2 separate regions of the Triticum aestivum genome follow, and region 1 is linked to region 2. A link is a contact called in public Hi-C data. All regions are on one chromosome and are shown on one strand. The core of a region is the stretch at or near the end of the contact, and the rest is flanking DNA. Distances in the headings are between cores, read along the strand shown.

Region 1 (2,799 bases), core at 77-2,576, 810 kb after region 2:
CATTCTTGCTCTTGGACTGATTAAGAGGATTGGTTCTAGGATAGGTACGCGCATCTGGGAGGATAACTGGCTACCTCGTGATTACAGGTTGAGGCCTATCTGTCAAATATCGACAAACCCACCACAATTTGTCTCAGAACTCATTGATCCCGTAACAAGGACGTGGAGGAGGGATGTGATAGAACAACACTTTCTTGCACCGGATGTCGATGTTATTCTTAATATACCTTTGAGTTCGAGGGTGCAACCAGATTTCTGGGCATGGCACTATGACAGAAAGGGATTTTTCTCGGTCCGGTCGGCATATAGGATGATCAACGCTATCAAATTTCAACGGGAAGTTTGGCTAGAACACAGGGGAGGCCACTCGAATCCAGCTCGGGAGAATAAGTCGTGGTCCTTGCTATGGAAGGTCAAAGTCCCCTCAAAACTCAGAATTTTTGTATGGAGGCTATCACATACGTCCTTGCCGATTGGTTCCACAAGGCATGGAAGGAAGATGGCGGACTCGGCAGCTTGTTCTTTGTGTGGTGCGGAGAATGATACTTGGAGACACTCACTTTTTGACTGCCGGATGGCAAGGTGTGTGTGGGCGCTGGGTGATGAGGAGACCGTGGAGCATGTTCTATCTAATCAATCCGATGATCCCAGATTGTGGCTCTTTTGGCTGTTTGATACAGTGGAACAGACGGAGTTGGCAAAAGTTTTGGTCACCATGTGGGCCATCTGGTGGGCAAGGAGGAAAGCGATCCATGAGGAAGAATTTCAAAGCCCCTTGTCCACTATGTGTTTTATCAACAGATACCTAGAGGATCTTGACATTGTCTCCATGAGCAAACCTGCAGCTGGACGGCCACCACAGCAGCGATCCCACAGGTGGAAGGCGCCAGAGGGGGAGGTAGTTAAAATCAATGTGGATGGTGCAATCTCACGGAACGCAAAAGGGGTGCAGTCTCGGCGATAAGCAGGGACAAAGAAGGGAGGTATTTGGGCAGCGAATCTGAAAGCACTTGCGTGCAGCGAGGCATTAGCTCTGGCAAAGGACCTCAACCTCTCACACGTGATCATAGGTTCTGATTGTATGCAAGTGGTCTCGGACATCAGAGGGAATGTGCTATCATCTTATGCTGTAGTTATTAGTGAAATTAGAGAGTCTATGAAAGATTTTGTGAGTGCTAGTTTTAGATATGAGTGTAGGAAGGCCAATGCTGAAGCTCATGCCATTGCAAAGGCTGCTTCAGCTCTCCCTTCTGGTCGCCGCTTGTGGCTAGGGATCCTACCGAATATCACTTGTATTCCTTCTGTGTTATCTTTGGAATAAAATCCCTAGTTCACCTAAAAAAACTTGGCAAGAAGGCGCGGGTTTATAACAGCCGCAACAAGATCCGAGAAGACATCCACCCATCTCTTTACGCGGCCGGCCCGCCTAACTCTCACCTTGCCGCTGCGGGACGCTTGCTCCGCCCCGAAGCTTCCCTTCCCCGATCCTCCGCCGCGGCTGTTTCCGTCGCCGGTCAAGATGATGTCCGGCGGTGGCTACTCCGCCCTCGACGATCCCAAGGCCTCCGGATCCGTCCCGGTAAGTACTCATCAACCCCTCGCCCACCGTCCATCTCTTCTCGCGCCTCACCTCTCACGTCTCGCGCAGGCGGCGACGGGGCCAGATCCGCAGACCATCAAGTTCACTGAGTCCAACCTCCAGACCTTCCCACCCTCAGAAGCCAAGGGCAAGATCTCTGGCGCCTACCGCCCGCCCACTGACTCCGACGGTGAGATCAGATCTCCTCCTCTCCACTCTCTGCTCTGACATCGGATCTCCATTGCGGATCTGACTTTGTTCTAGCGGCTGTGCAGACACCTTCTCGTCCAAGGTTGGAGGGGGCGGCGGAGGCAGGGGTAGCGATGGTGGGTCGGACGATGCCGCGCAGGGCGGCTGGTTCCGGATGTTCTCCGTAGCTGCCTACAAGCCCTACTTCGACGTTGACACGTCCGATGTCGTGGAGAGGATCTGGGAGTCGGTCTTCCCCTTCCGCGGCAACTTCACCGAGAAGACTTCCGACAAACCCGACCTGTATGCTTTACCCGCATTCCCCTACTTTATTTATATATGTTGGCTTCATTCCTCTTGTTGATAAGATCGGTATGCTTGAGAATGAATGCGGCAAGAGTAGTAAAATGTTAGAATGCTTTAGTGTTTTTGCTGGACATGATTCCTGATACAGTGTCTTCAGTTGTGGAATGAGAGTGTGTTGTTGATCTACTAGTTAAGAATAAGGTTTTAGTTTCATGAACCAGTTCCTTCTGTGTCTGACCGTTCCATAAGATCTGCGTTATGGTATAGTGGGGTGTATTGCTCTTGATCCACCTGATCTCTACATGGATGATTAATGCCTGTGAAGAGTGGGAATGCTGTTAAGATGATTCCTTGGCCTTGAAAGTATCTTCTAATGGCAGGCCCTTTGTTTAGAAGAGGGAGAAGGGTTTATTTCTAGCAATGGGTGTGACATTGGTTGCTGTTGTTTTTTCTTATGTAAGTGGATTAAGTGGAATACTGGATTTTCCTTTCATCCTTTGGTATCCTGATGGAAATCTAATCGTTTAGTGGCAGATATTTCCTAGGATTATTTTCCTTTAATCACGTGTATAATTTATAGAAGCCTTGAAATATTCAAATGCTTACATTAAGCTTTCATTTCAGCTGTTTTGTAGACTATTTCATTTCATTAATATGTGCCGCGATGCGAGTGTATCTATCCTGATTCTTCCTGCAATGAATAATAATACAAGTCCTAATCATGT
Region 2 (3,082 bases), core at 142-2,641:
GGCCATCGGCGGAGCATTGTTTTGAGTGCCGTGTGTCTAGTATTATCGCTCTGTTGCGGGCCGAGCCCGGCGTCGCAACAGTTTGGACTTGTTGGGCTACTTTACGCTAGAAGAAATTTAGTACACTCCTAAGATCCTTTTTCTTGTCTATAAAAAAACATTTATCTTTGGAACAGAAAAAATATTAGTAGGACTTAGTACAATTTGAAAGGAGAAAGAATTAGGACTTGAATATTATTAGGTGGCGGCTAGGCAGAGAAAAAGCCTCGAAAGCGAGACACGGTCAGAGTAATATTTTGTGCAGGACAAGTAGCCGAAACGGTAGTAATTCTGCAACGTGTGTGCTTGGTCGTTTGTGAAGCCAAGAAAATATCACGCGCCGAGAGGCGACTCACCTACCGCATTGCTTGCTCGCTGATGAGCCAAAAGCATACAGCTCGCTCGCAAGTTGCAATCGCAAGAACGAGAAAACAAAGCCCCTACTTGGCTTCAATTCTCGCAGCGTCGCTGTCGAGCAGTGTATATAACCATAAGAAAAACGAGAGAGCACTGTCACTCGCCTCCATCGCGGAACCAGCGGCACCAAAAGCAGCCCATACTCATCGACTAATTGGTCCTACCATGCACCAGTGCTCGGGCTCAGCCAAGCCAGGACTGATTAGTTAACGGAGCAGGTCATCATTAACTATGATCAACATGCTTGTTCCAATGGTGTGGAGAAAAACAAAGACAAATTGAAGCTAAGCCGCCATGGACTGTGGCATCGGTTTCGCAGAGGAACTGAACCTTTTGTGCAGGCGGCTTTACCTCGAGTGTGTTGGTGACGGAGTTGATGAGCGTGGGGAGGCCGCGGTTGCCGACGCGCACCTCGGCCTCGATCTCCAGCTTCTCGAACCGCACCTCGATGGTGGGGTAGTCGATGCCCACCCTGTCCATGCGCTCCTTGAGCTTGAGGAGGAAGTTCTCGTGGTCGTCGTCGGCCGCGCGGACCAGCCGCTCGATGAGCGCCCGGCTCTCGTGGGCGCCCAGCCGGCCCACGTCCACCTCCACCTTCTCCCCGCCGTCCTCCACCGTCAGGATCCCGCGCCGCACCCGGTCGTACGTGGGCAGACGCTCCAGGGCCGCCCACCGCAGCGCCTCCTCGTCGTCCTCCTCCTCCTGGAACCGCGACGACGTCCGCGAGAACACGTCGTCGCCGCGACGCCATAGCGAGCTGTCCCGCCGCAGGCTCGTCACCCGGTGGATCTCTCGATCCATCTTCGCCTTTGCTTACTTATCTTCCTCTTCCTCCTCCGTTGATCACTCTCTGCACTGGCTTGGGTTAGCTCTGTTGCGCAGCTCCTCCTTGCCTTGCGACAGGGGGCTGGTTTGGCTTGGGGTACGAACTGGTAGGAAGGGAGCAGACGAAGGCGTCCTTATATATACGCCCAGGAGAAGAGAAGGGAATGGTTGAGGCTGGTGAGGAGGAAGACCACGCCAGCGAGCCACATTATCGAGTTTCGCCTCACCTACCTTGAGCGAGTCCTTGACCTTGACACATTTTGTACAGGTCCGGTGCACTGTGCGAGCTTGGACCCGGCACGGGATGTGGTGGTCGTCGAACTGCTAGATAATGAAACTGAGCTTTCGAGCTCTTCATTTTTCACGCGCGTGTTTACACGGGGGAGCTTCCTGGCATCAGCGGGGCTTTTGTCTCTGCGTCGAGGCCGAGGCCGAGGCGGGCAGTGGTCAACATGCATGTCCCGGAACTATTCGATTCGAGGCTGCTCTTGCCGCGGTAGGTTCGTTTTTTGCCAGTGATAGTATGATATTACGAAGAGGGCAGCCGCCTGCAGCCACTTGCAGCTGCAGAGTATACTACTACGACTAGTACTAGTAGTCTCTGATTGTTAATTATATAGTGTCTACTTTGGATGGGTGTGGTTAAACAAATCGTGTCCAGCTAGGACGATAAGGCCCGGCGACGACAACGGCGGCTGCGACCGTCGGTTCCTCCATCCAACGGCTCATCTGAGATTGCATCGCCCATTCGTTTCGTTAGGGGTGTCGACATGAGCAATGACCGATAGATTATTCATGGCCACCCAATCACGTGTACAAAAGTCTTTTCAGGCGAATTCTCGCCCCAGTTGGTTCAATTTCTCTTCATCCATTGGTCTATCTTATCTTTTCTTACATGTACTGATGATGTGCATTTAAACTAATTTCATATTTTTTTATCTTGGGTCGCTTTCCCACGGAGAAATTAGATCCACGATGTGGATTTTTTTAACCCAGTACAGATGCACACTCTCATACATGAACGCAATGATCTGATTATTGAGTTTGAGGATGAGAACCTTCTGGCTGCGGCGGCTCACGAGTCCGATGTGGATATGCACGAGGGTGACGGCAGCGCGGGAGCTGAGGAGCCGCTGGTCGAGGACTCTGGACGACAGTTGTCCAAGGGACCAGGGTCTGAGACCGCGGCGACCGGGGATGGAGCAGCCCCACCCTCCTCGGTGCCTACGACGACTCTGAGATTTGGGTCTTTCGGACCCTCTTCTGCACCCCCGAGGCTGTGGAGTGATCGGGTCGAGTCCGAGGAGGATTCTGAGCTCGCGTTGCCTGCTTTGGGGTTTGAGGATTCTATGTGCACTTTTCCTGGAGAACTTGGGGCCTCGTCGACCTCGGCCTGGGGAGAGGAGGAGGAGAGTCGGCAGGTGGCCACTCCCTCTCGTGCTCAGCACGCTATACCTCCTCAGGACGTGACGCCGGTGGCCCTGGCTGGTTTGTCGGGAGGAGTCCCGGGGCAGGCGGCCTCGGGTTGCTCTTCTCCTGCTGAGGTAGGGGATTCGGGGCAGGTGGCTCCCGTGTCCTTTTCTTTGTTGGGACGGGGTCTGGGGCAGGTGGCCTCGGATACCTTATCTCCCGTCGCGTCTACCTCTCTGCTGGTGGCGGCTCTGCCTTCGGGAGAGGGCTCGGGGCAGATGGCCTTGGAGCCTTCTTCTCCTACGGCGCCTGTGGTGGTGGCTTCTCCAGTGCTGGGTGGGGAGCGAGGGCAGGCGACCCTTGCACTCCCTTCACCACCCTCGCTGCCGGC

The links. A called contact is a pair of places that touch in the nucleus more often than the background predicts.
Region 1: a contact with region 2 is called in a Hi-C map of leaf, with 5 times the contacts expected there. The contact joins the promoter of LOC123070095 here to the promoter of LOC123070093 in region 2. A contact is called at or near these places in 2 of 5 Hi-C or Micro-C datasets (both in leaf).

Annotation. Positions count from the first base shown.
Region 1 is chr3B:407,874,508-407,877,306 of IWGSC CS RefSeq v2.1, forward strand. It overlaps LOC123070095 (protein YIPF1 homolog), which reads left to right and starts at 1,327. Exons shown (of 5, transcript XM_044493118.1): 1 at 1,327-1,579; 2 at 1,649-1,769; 3 at 1,855-2,071. The coding sequence starts at 1,520.
Region 2 is chr3B:407,069,021-407,072,102 of IWGSC CS RefSeq v2.1, forward strand. It overlaps LOC123070093 (ABC transporter G family member 37), which reads right to left and starts at 1,392. Exons shown (of 20, transcript XM_044493116.1): 1 at 808-1,392. The coding sequence starts at 1,257.